Regions from separate parts of the Macaca mulatta genome. Here region 2 is linked to region 1. A link is a contact called in public Hi-C data. All regions are on one chromosome and are shown on one strand. Each heading gives the region's core, a stretch centred on a gene start, on an enhancer-like site or on the middle of the called end of the contact. The rest is flanking DNA. Distances are from core to core; before and after follow the strand shown. Region 1 has its middle 120 kb from the start of TMEM170B. Region 2 has its middle 47 kb from the start of TMEM170B.

The links. A called contact is a pair of places that touch in the nucleus more often than the background predicts.
Region 2: a Hi-C map of fibroblasts shows a contact between it and region 1, with 3 times the contacts expected there. The contact joins two enhancer-like sites. A contact is called at or near these places in 3 of 14 Hi-C or Micro-C datasets (fetal cortex germinal zone, fibroblasts and liver).

Annotation. Positions count from the first base shown.
Region 1 is chr4:171,469,398-171,473,502 of T2T-MMU8v2.0, forward strand. No RefSeq gene overlaps it. Among named protein-coding and RNA genes, the nearest start is that of TMEM170B, 120 kb to the right of the region's middle. Within about 2 kb of position 2,849, at least 3 of the 40 cell types and tissues checked have an H3K27ac peak or open chromatin away from gene starts, as enhancers often do.
Region 2 is chr4:171,538,353-171,542,283 of T2T-MMU8v2.0, forward strand. No RefSeq gene overlaps it. Among named protein-coding and RNA genes, the nearest start is that of TMEM170B, 47 kb to the right of the region's middle. Within about 2 kb of position 2,604, at least 6 of the 40 cell types and tissues checked have an H3K27ac peak or open chromatin away from gene starts, as enhancers often do.

The DNA of each region.
Region 1 (4,105 bases), core at 1,599-4,098:
GGAATATCACTTGATCAGGGTAAATGTGGGTGCACTGGGCACTCACCCACGATTCTGGATCTAGTGGTGCTAGCTGGAGCAGCTGAGAGTGGTTCTGATAGTTAACTTGCTGGCCCAAGAAGACCAGTGCTCCATTGGAAGTACAATCTAGGGAAAGTTGAGAAGCTAGAAACTGTAAGGTTCAATATAACAAAAGAACTCATAGGTATCAATAGAGGAATGTGGCTGCAGCCTTATAGGCCAATCCCATCGTCAAAGCCTGGGATAGACACTGGTAAGGGAAACACCAGCATCTTTGAAAAGAGCGTAGAGGCTATTCTTTGTGAGTTGGGAATAGTGGTGGAAGATGCTACCATCAAAAAGGACTCCTTGATACCAAGCATGTGGGAAGGGCCCAGGTGGCAAAGGACAAATAGGTACATTAGACTAGTAGGAGAGAAATGGGTATAGTCATCTTACGAGACATTAGGGCTTATCGGAATGAACTGACCTGCAGGGATCTTAGGGTGTGGCCAGTTGATTGCAGGATTTCTGGCCCAACTTGGTGTATAACTGAAAACACTGCAGGTCTGGTGAATGGGGGCTGCTATTACATCAGAAATTTGGGGTCGTGTCTAAGACCCAGTCAGTTCCCAGACCCACATCCCTTTACTAAAGGGAAAATAAGGATGCTTAAGGTAGCACTTCCTGCTAAAATTGTCAAGTATGTTCTGTGACTTTTCCTCCTAGCCTTCCCCAGTGGTACTTGTGTCCATTTATACAGGTCACTGTACTGGGGGAAAAAGATGTCCAAACTTTTCTCAATATTTTGACACTGGCTCCAAACCAACCATACCACAGACTACCCATCAAAGCGGGCAACTGGTAGAGATCTGGTAATTAACAGCGTTGGAGTGTGTGTGTGTGTGTGTGTGTGTGTGTGTGTGTGTGCATACCTTTCTTCTCCCATTTGGCAGAGGAAAAGTATACTAAACGCAGAGAAAAGTGCAGAACTCATGGTGAGTTTTTACTCCTGTGACTTCATCCCTTCCTGCTTCCCTTACTGAGTTCCCTCCACGCTTGCATCTCAAACTCTCAACTCAAACTTGCCATTCTCCCTCTCCTTCCACAGCCTTTGAATCTGCAATTCCCTGGCCTAAATCTTCCTCTCACCTCTTCCCATCCCTTTGCCTAATTACTTCCTCCTCATCTTTCAAATCTCAGCTCCAGAGTCCCTCTTTAGGGAACCCTGCCTGTTCCCACCACTCCACGAATCTAGGTCAACTTCATTGGCTCCACAACATCCAGGGACAGCGATCTTTGCCTTTAAAGCACCTCCCGCAGCTTGTTACTGCACATTCACGCGGGTGGCTTGACGAGTATCTGCTTCTTCCTTTAGACTAGAAGCCACCCTAAAGCTGGAACGTAGTTTTAGCCACCACTCTTCCCCTGGCTTCTAAATACGATGCCTGACACAAGTGAACACTCAATAAATATTCATCAAATGAATGGATGAATTAATAAATAAATGAAGGCACACCTCTTTTATTTAAAAAAAAAACGCTTCTGAAGAACTGAAAGTTGGTAATAAATTGGCCAATGTTTTTCTGGATCTTTAGCGTGGCAGCACTTTCTTCTGGAGACCATGAGTGGGGAGCAGAAAGACATCATCCCCAGCAGCGTCCACATCTGAAAGCAGGCGGGGCCCCGCTGCAACAATTCCTTCTCAGTTAGGTTGCTTTAGGATACCCTCTTTTCTAAACAGAACAAAATTTTAACCAGACCATAAAAGCTGGTTTGGGATCTGAAAGAATAAGACTGTGCGGCAAATGATTAAAAGGAAAAATCCAACCATGCCGCCCCGCTCTGCCTTTTGTTTGGGCATCCTGTGTCCTACAAGGCCTAGAAGGGGGCTGACGGAACCGTTTGTGGGCTGAGAGACTGGATTTTAATTGTCCTGCAAAACTCCAATAAAGCTTTGTGTCAAGACTTGAATTTCAGCCACGTTTCCCTTTTAACAAACTTCAAGGAAATAACTCACCCTGAACTGCCACAGTGTACTGCCAAAGCGCTGGCAAATAAGCAAGGCACATGCTTCCTGAATTTGGGTGAATGAGTCTTTTTCTTTTTCTTTTTCTTTTTCTTTTTCTTTTTTTTTTTTTGCTTTTAACTAGGAGAATGCTGACCAGGCTTTCCTTTAGCAATTTTTCTAATGAAAACATTTGGTGCCACCTGCTGGCCAAATTTACACTGACTCTTCAGCCTTCACAGAGTATAAATGTCTCCCAGTTGAACTGGATATTAAAAACCCGGGTGCTATTCGGGAGGCTGAGGCAGGAGAATGGCGTGAACCCGGGAGGCGGAGCTTGCAGTGAGCCGAGATGGCGCCACTGCACTCCAGCCCGGGCAACAGAGCGAGACTCCCTCTCCAAAAAAAAAAAAAAAAAAAAAAAAAAAAAAAATACCCTGGTGCAACCAATTTGGTAAATTTTTTAGAATATAGAGAATTTAAATTTCTCCTTATTGAAGAAAAAAATCCCCATCTGTGTTCCACCACTTCTCTTGGGGACAATTTGTTTTCCTGAACAGGTGGCTTCCTTTAAGTGAACATTTTCTCTAAGGTAATATGCTTCATGTGGAGTTCACTTTTGAGCTAAACGAAGGGCAAGAACTGTAAATAATTACTGTGGCATGAGAGAAGGAGAAAGAATTGCCCAGAAATCCTTTAGGCCCCTTCAGTGTCTAATGTCCTAGGATTCCAAAAAGGTTTGAGAATGTTTCTCATACTCATATTTGGCCCAAGCACACGGATCCAGTCGGCCAACTTTCACTTTGAGAAAAGCTTCAAATTCCACATTCTTGGATAAAACATAAATAGAGCCAGTTACTCCCTCTCAGGCTTTTATGAACTGGAATCATATTTCTCAACCTACCATTCCTGAGTGTGAGAAAAACCAGAGGAATGATATGTAATTTCTTAACAAGTTGTGCTAGGATACCAATTTTAACTGGCCAATAGAACCAACGCAGATTATGTTTTAGAGAAATATAATACCTTATAAATCAGCTGTGTGTAAACACCTTCACAAAAACAAGCGATGTGTTATGAGTACAAAGGAGAAAAAAAATAATTCTCCTGGAAATGTTTGGGTCTATTAGCAGAGACAAGCACTGCTTGCCTCGCGCTTCATCCTCCAAAGGGCAGTTCGTATTAAAGGTAGTAGTGGGCTGGCTCCCTTTATGCTGAACATAGGAAATACAGAAAAACATCTACGAGACTGAGCAAAGTGGTAGCATTTCATGCACTGGCTGGCTCGGCACCAAAATTCAAATCAATGCTCCAGAGAGAAGAGCCCCCTGAAACAGCCCAGCAAGAGCTTGAACGGTTCAATGATCATTTAATTTAAGCCCCTCTTTTCACAGACAAATGAACACAGGCCCCCAAGAGTTTAGGTGATGTTCCCATGGGCCCTCATCAGATTAGAGCAGAGCCCAGGGGGAGAGAGAGATGAGGTCCTCTGTTCTCTACTTCTGCCTCCACACTGTGCTTGTTCTGACCAATGTCCTCCCACCGGCGATGCAGAACTTCAAAGGGATGGAAGAGATGGCAAAACCACCAGTGAATCTGTGTAATACACATAACTGATGACTTCCTCCTTTAAAAACTTTTTTGACGTAGGGTCTTGCTCTGTTACACAGGCTGGAGTGCAGTGGCACAATCATAACTCGAAATCCTGGGCTCAAGTAAGCCTTTTGCCTCAGCCTCCTGAGTAGCTGGGACTACAAAGAGCACACCTCCATGCCTGGCTAATTTTTTAGAACTTTTCTTTAGAGACAGTAGTCTCGCTATGTTCCCCAGGCTGGTCTTGAACCCCTGGCCTCAGGAGATCCTCCCACCTTGGCCTCCCAAAGTGGTGACTTCAGGTGTGAGCCACTGTGCCCAGCAGTTTCCTCCTTTACAGAAATCAATTAATGCAAAATAAAGGAGGAAGGGAGAAAATGATAGCTAAGCAGAGAACATGCAACAAAATCAATGCTAATATCCCTGTGGTTGAGCGTCTACTACGTGGCAGGTGCGTCACATGCATTATCTGGAAAGAATGAACATTCTCCAATACAGCAGGTT
Region 2 (3,931 bases), core at 1,354-3,853, 69 kb after region 1:
CCTCTAGGGATTACTGGAGTCCAGGCATTTAGGCTGTTATGGCCACCTCCACTCTGCTCTTAACATGCACATCTGTTCAAACAGCTGTCCAGGTCTCACAAGAGACCTTTGTTTAACCAAGTAAATGGCTTTCTTCATTTATTAAAAGCATTTTACCTTTCCCTCAAATAAGAACAGATTGTGAGGACAAAATGACATTACAGATGTGAAAATGGTTTGAGAGTAAAAGTTGAATTCCAACATTATTACAATGATTACCCTATCAGTAATACAGGCTTTACATATATCCTCTAGGCACTTGTGAAAAATGAAAAACAGGCCAGACACAGTGGCCCACGCCTATAATCCCAGCACTTTGGGAGGCTGAGGTGGGTAGATCACCTGAGGTCAGGTGTTTGAGACCAGCCTGGCCAACATGGTGAAACCCCACCTCTACTAAAAACACAAAAATTGGCCAAGCATGGTGGTGGGCACCTGTAATCCCAGCTACTTGGGAGGCTGAGACAAAAGAATCACTTGAACATGGGAGGCAGAGGTTGCAGTAAGCCAAGATCGCGCCATTGCATTCCAGCCTGGGCAACAAGAGCGAAATCCTGTCTAAAACAAAAACAAAAACAAAAACAGAACAGAAGTTATTTGAAAAGCTGAATTTAGATCAAGACACTGTGTGTGTATATATTCTTGCATGTGCATATATGAACACACATGTTTGTGTATGATGTTGGCCAAGACATGTAACCTGTATGCCTCCGTTTCTGGATCAGCAAAATTGGAATAATACCTCTGCCTTGTTGAATTGCAAAAAAGAGGAAAAAAACAGAAGTTAGAGTTTAGATTTGAACTTTTCATCCCTTCTCGTTCACCTTGGAAAAAAATCCCCCAAGTTAAACAAGTTTCAAATAAATCTGGACATAGACTAAGGCTCAGAACTACACGGACATGTTAAGTGTCAAATGCTTGGAGCCAAACTGGTCCTGGCCTAGGAAAGTCTGAGAATAACAGGCCTATACTGATGCTGTCCTGTTACAAGTTTCAACTTGCATTTATGAGAAAGCAAAAAGAGTTGATGTGTTTTCAGGTTTATTGAAGAAGAAATTGGCATAGAGAGATTAAGTCTAATATGAGGTCTCATGAGCACAAAGGGTCAGAACCTGGGAGAAGACCCAGGTCTCATGTCATCTCCTCTCGGGTAACATGCACAGGGCTTTCAAAAGTCACAAGTCTCAATAAATAGGAATGCTTTTACACTGTTGATGGGAATGCAAATTAGTTCCACCATTGTGGAAGACAGTGTGGTGATTTCTCAAGGATCTAGAACCAGAAATACCATTTGACCCAGCAATCCCATTACCAGATATATATCCAAAAAAATATAAATCATTCTACTATAAAGACACATGCACATATGCTTACTGCAGCACTATTTATAATAGCAAAGACATGGAACCAACCCAAATGCCCATCAATGATAGACAGGATAAAGAAAATGTGGTAGACATACACCATGGAATACTATGCAGCCATAAAAAGGAATGAGATCTTGTCCTTTGCAGGGACATGATGAAGCTGGAAGCCATCATTCTCAGCATACTAACACAGGAACAGAAATCCAAACACCACATGTTCTCACTCTTAAGTGGGAGTTGAATAATGAGAACACATGGACACAGGGAGGGGAACGACACACACCAGGGCCTGCTGGTGGGAAGGGAATCTAAAGGATGGATCAATAGGTGCAGCAAACCACCATGGCACACGTATACCTATGTAACAAACATGCACGTTCTGCACATGGATCCCAGAACTTAAAGAAAAAAAAAGGAAAGTCACGAGTCTCTCAAAATTGTAGTTTCCTCAACCCTACATCTCCCACTCATCCCCATACCTTCTCCTATTTTCCACATCAAAGATAACACAAGCGTCTTCTTTTAACACATTTTGGAGTCGCCCACCAACACCAATTCCCACAAAAAGTAAGCCAAGTGTAGTTTTATGAAAATCTGTTTGGTCCTCCTTTTCTTTTCTTCTCTTTTCTATTTATTTATTTATTTATTTATTTATTTATTTATTTATTTTTGCGACAGAGTCTTACTCTGTCGCCCAGGCTGGAGTGCAGTGGTGCCATCTCGGCTCACTGCAACCTCTGCCTCCCGAGTTCAAGCAATTCTCCTTCCTCAGCCTCCTGCGTAGCTGGGATTACAGGCGCCCGCCAACATGCCCTGCTAATTTTTTATATTTTTAATAGAGAGGGTGTCTCACCATGTTGGCCAGGCTGGTCTCGAACTCCTGACCTCAAGTGATACGCCCGCCTTGGCCTCCCAAAGTGCTGAGGTTACAGGCGTGCGCCATCTGGTGTCTGAAGTTCAGTCCTGATTGAAGACCCTGAGTGCAGGACCATTTGTGTCTCCATGGCTGCTGCAGGCCACACTATGGAAAACAAAACTCAACGCTTTTACAACCAGAACCCTGGAGCTGAAAAGACCAACCCTCCCTCTCTGAGTTTGAACTAAATAGTCTGTCTCTGTAGCATAGTAAACAAAGCAGAGAAGCTCATTAGCAACAGGATCTGTGGTGGTTGATGACTATGTGCACAGCTGATGGGCAAGTCCCGGCCATCTTTCAGGATTAATTTATGCTGGCCGCCTTGGCTTCCTCATCTTGTACATATTTGGTTTAGAGAATGCGAGGAATTTGCTAGCTGAGCAAGTTTATTCATCCTGCTTTCTAACTAGGCTCTTTCCCACTGAGATATGTTTCTAAAATTTCCCTCAGCAGGCTTCGTTGCAAAAGCAGTGCAGGCTTCAACGGGACAGTTTAAATCTAAAACAAATCCTCCCTAAAAATGCACTGTTCTCTGTCAGGACAGAATCTGACTTAGTCTTTGAAACAGAAGTGCCTGAACTTATTACCGAAACTTCTAGTAAAGGCTGGAAGGACATCATCCCTCTATGTGCAGACAATACATTGAAAGAGGCCAGTGGGACAAAGGTTATTTGCTAAGCACTCACTACGTGCAACATGAGATGTCATTCCATTTTACTAATGTAAGAACAGACTGTTGCAGAAGTTAAATGACTCGGACAAGTTCAATTACTAAGTGGGTGGAGGAGGAATTTAAAACCAAGTCTCATGATACAAGGCCGATTGCACTATGTGTGTGTAACCCCAAGTTGACCAACTGTATAACTAAGTGTCACTAAGAAAGCGTAGACTATTAAATTAGATACTAAGATGTCAAGGCTTGCATCTGTAATCCCAGCTATTCGAGAGGATGAGGCAGGAGGATTGCTTGAGGCTAGGAGACCGCGACTTGCCTGGGTAACACAGTGTGACTCTCTAAATAATAAACAAGATACACTAGATAAAATAAATCAGATAAATCCATTATGCATTGAGTTGGAATTTAAGAAAAATACATAAATCAAAGTCTAGATTAATGACTTACAAAAATCATAAACTAAAGTGATTTTCTAATTTGCAAACAACCTTGAAACCTATCTTAATAATTCTTTGGAAAGTTAAATTGGCTAGTGATGACATGAAGCAACCTTAATTTTTCTCATATTTAATTTTCTGGTGTGCATTTCTTTGGAAAAAAATTAACATTAAATATGTCACATGGAAATGAATCCAAAAGTAACAGTTAATTTCAGTTCATAGGTAATGTCCAAAGCAAAAGCAAGGAGAAAAATAAAATAGAACCACTGCACCATCTAGTGACGGAACTCTTGCTTTACAAGAAAACCACCTGATGCAATTACATTTTGCAAATCAGTCCCCAGCACTTTCTGAGCCTGAAGAATATTCATAAAATTGTCCAAAAGAAGAATGCATAGTGACAATCAATCATGGAAAATGAAGAGCAGACAGGATAGATTCTTCTCCTAAGTTTCCATTTGGAAGCTAGAGGCAAACCCAAGTTTTACTCCTC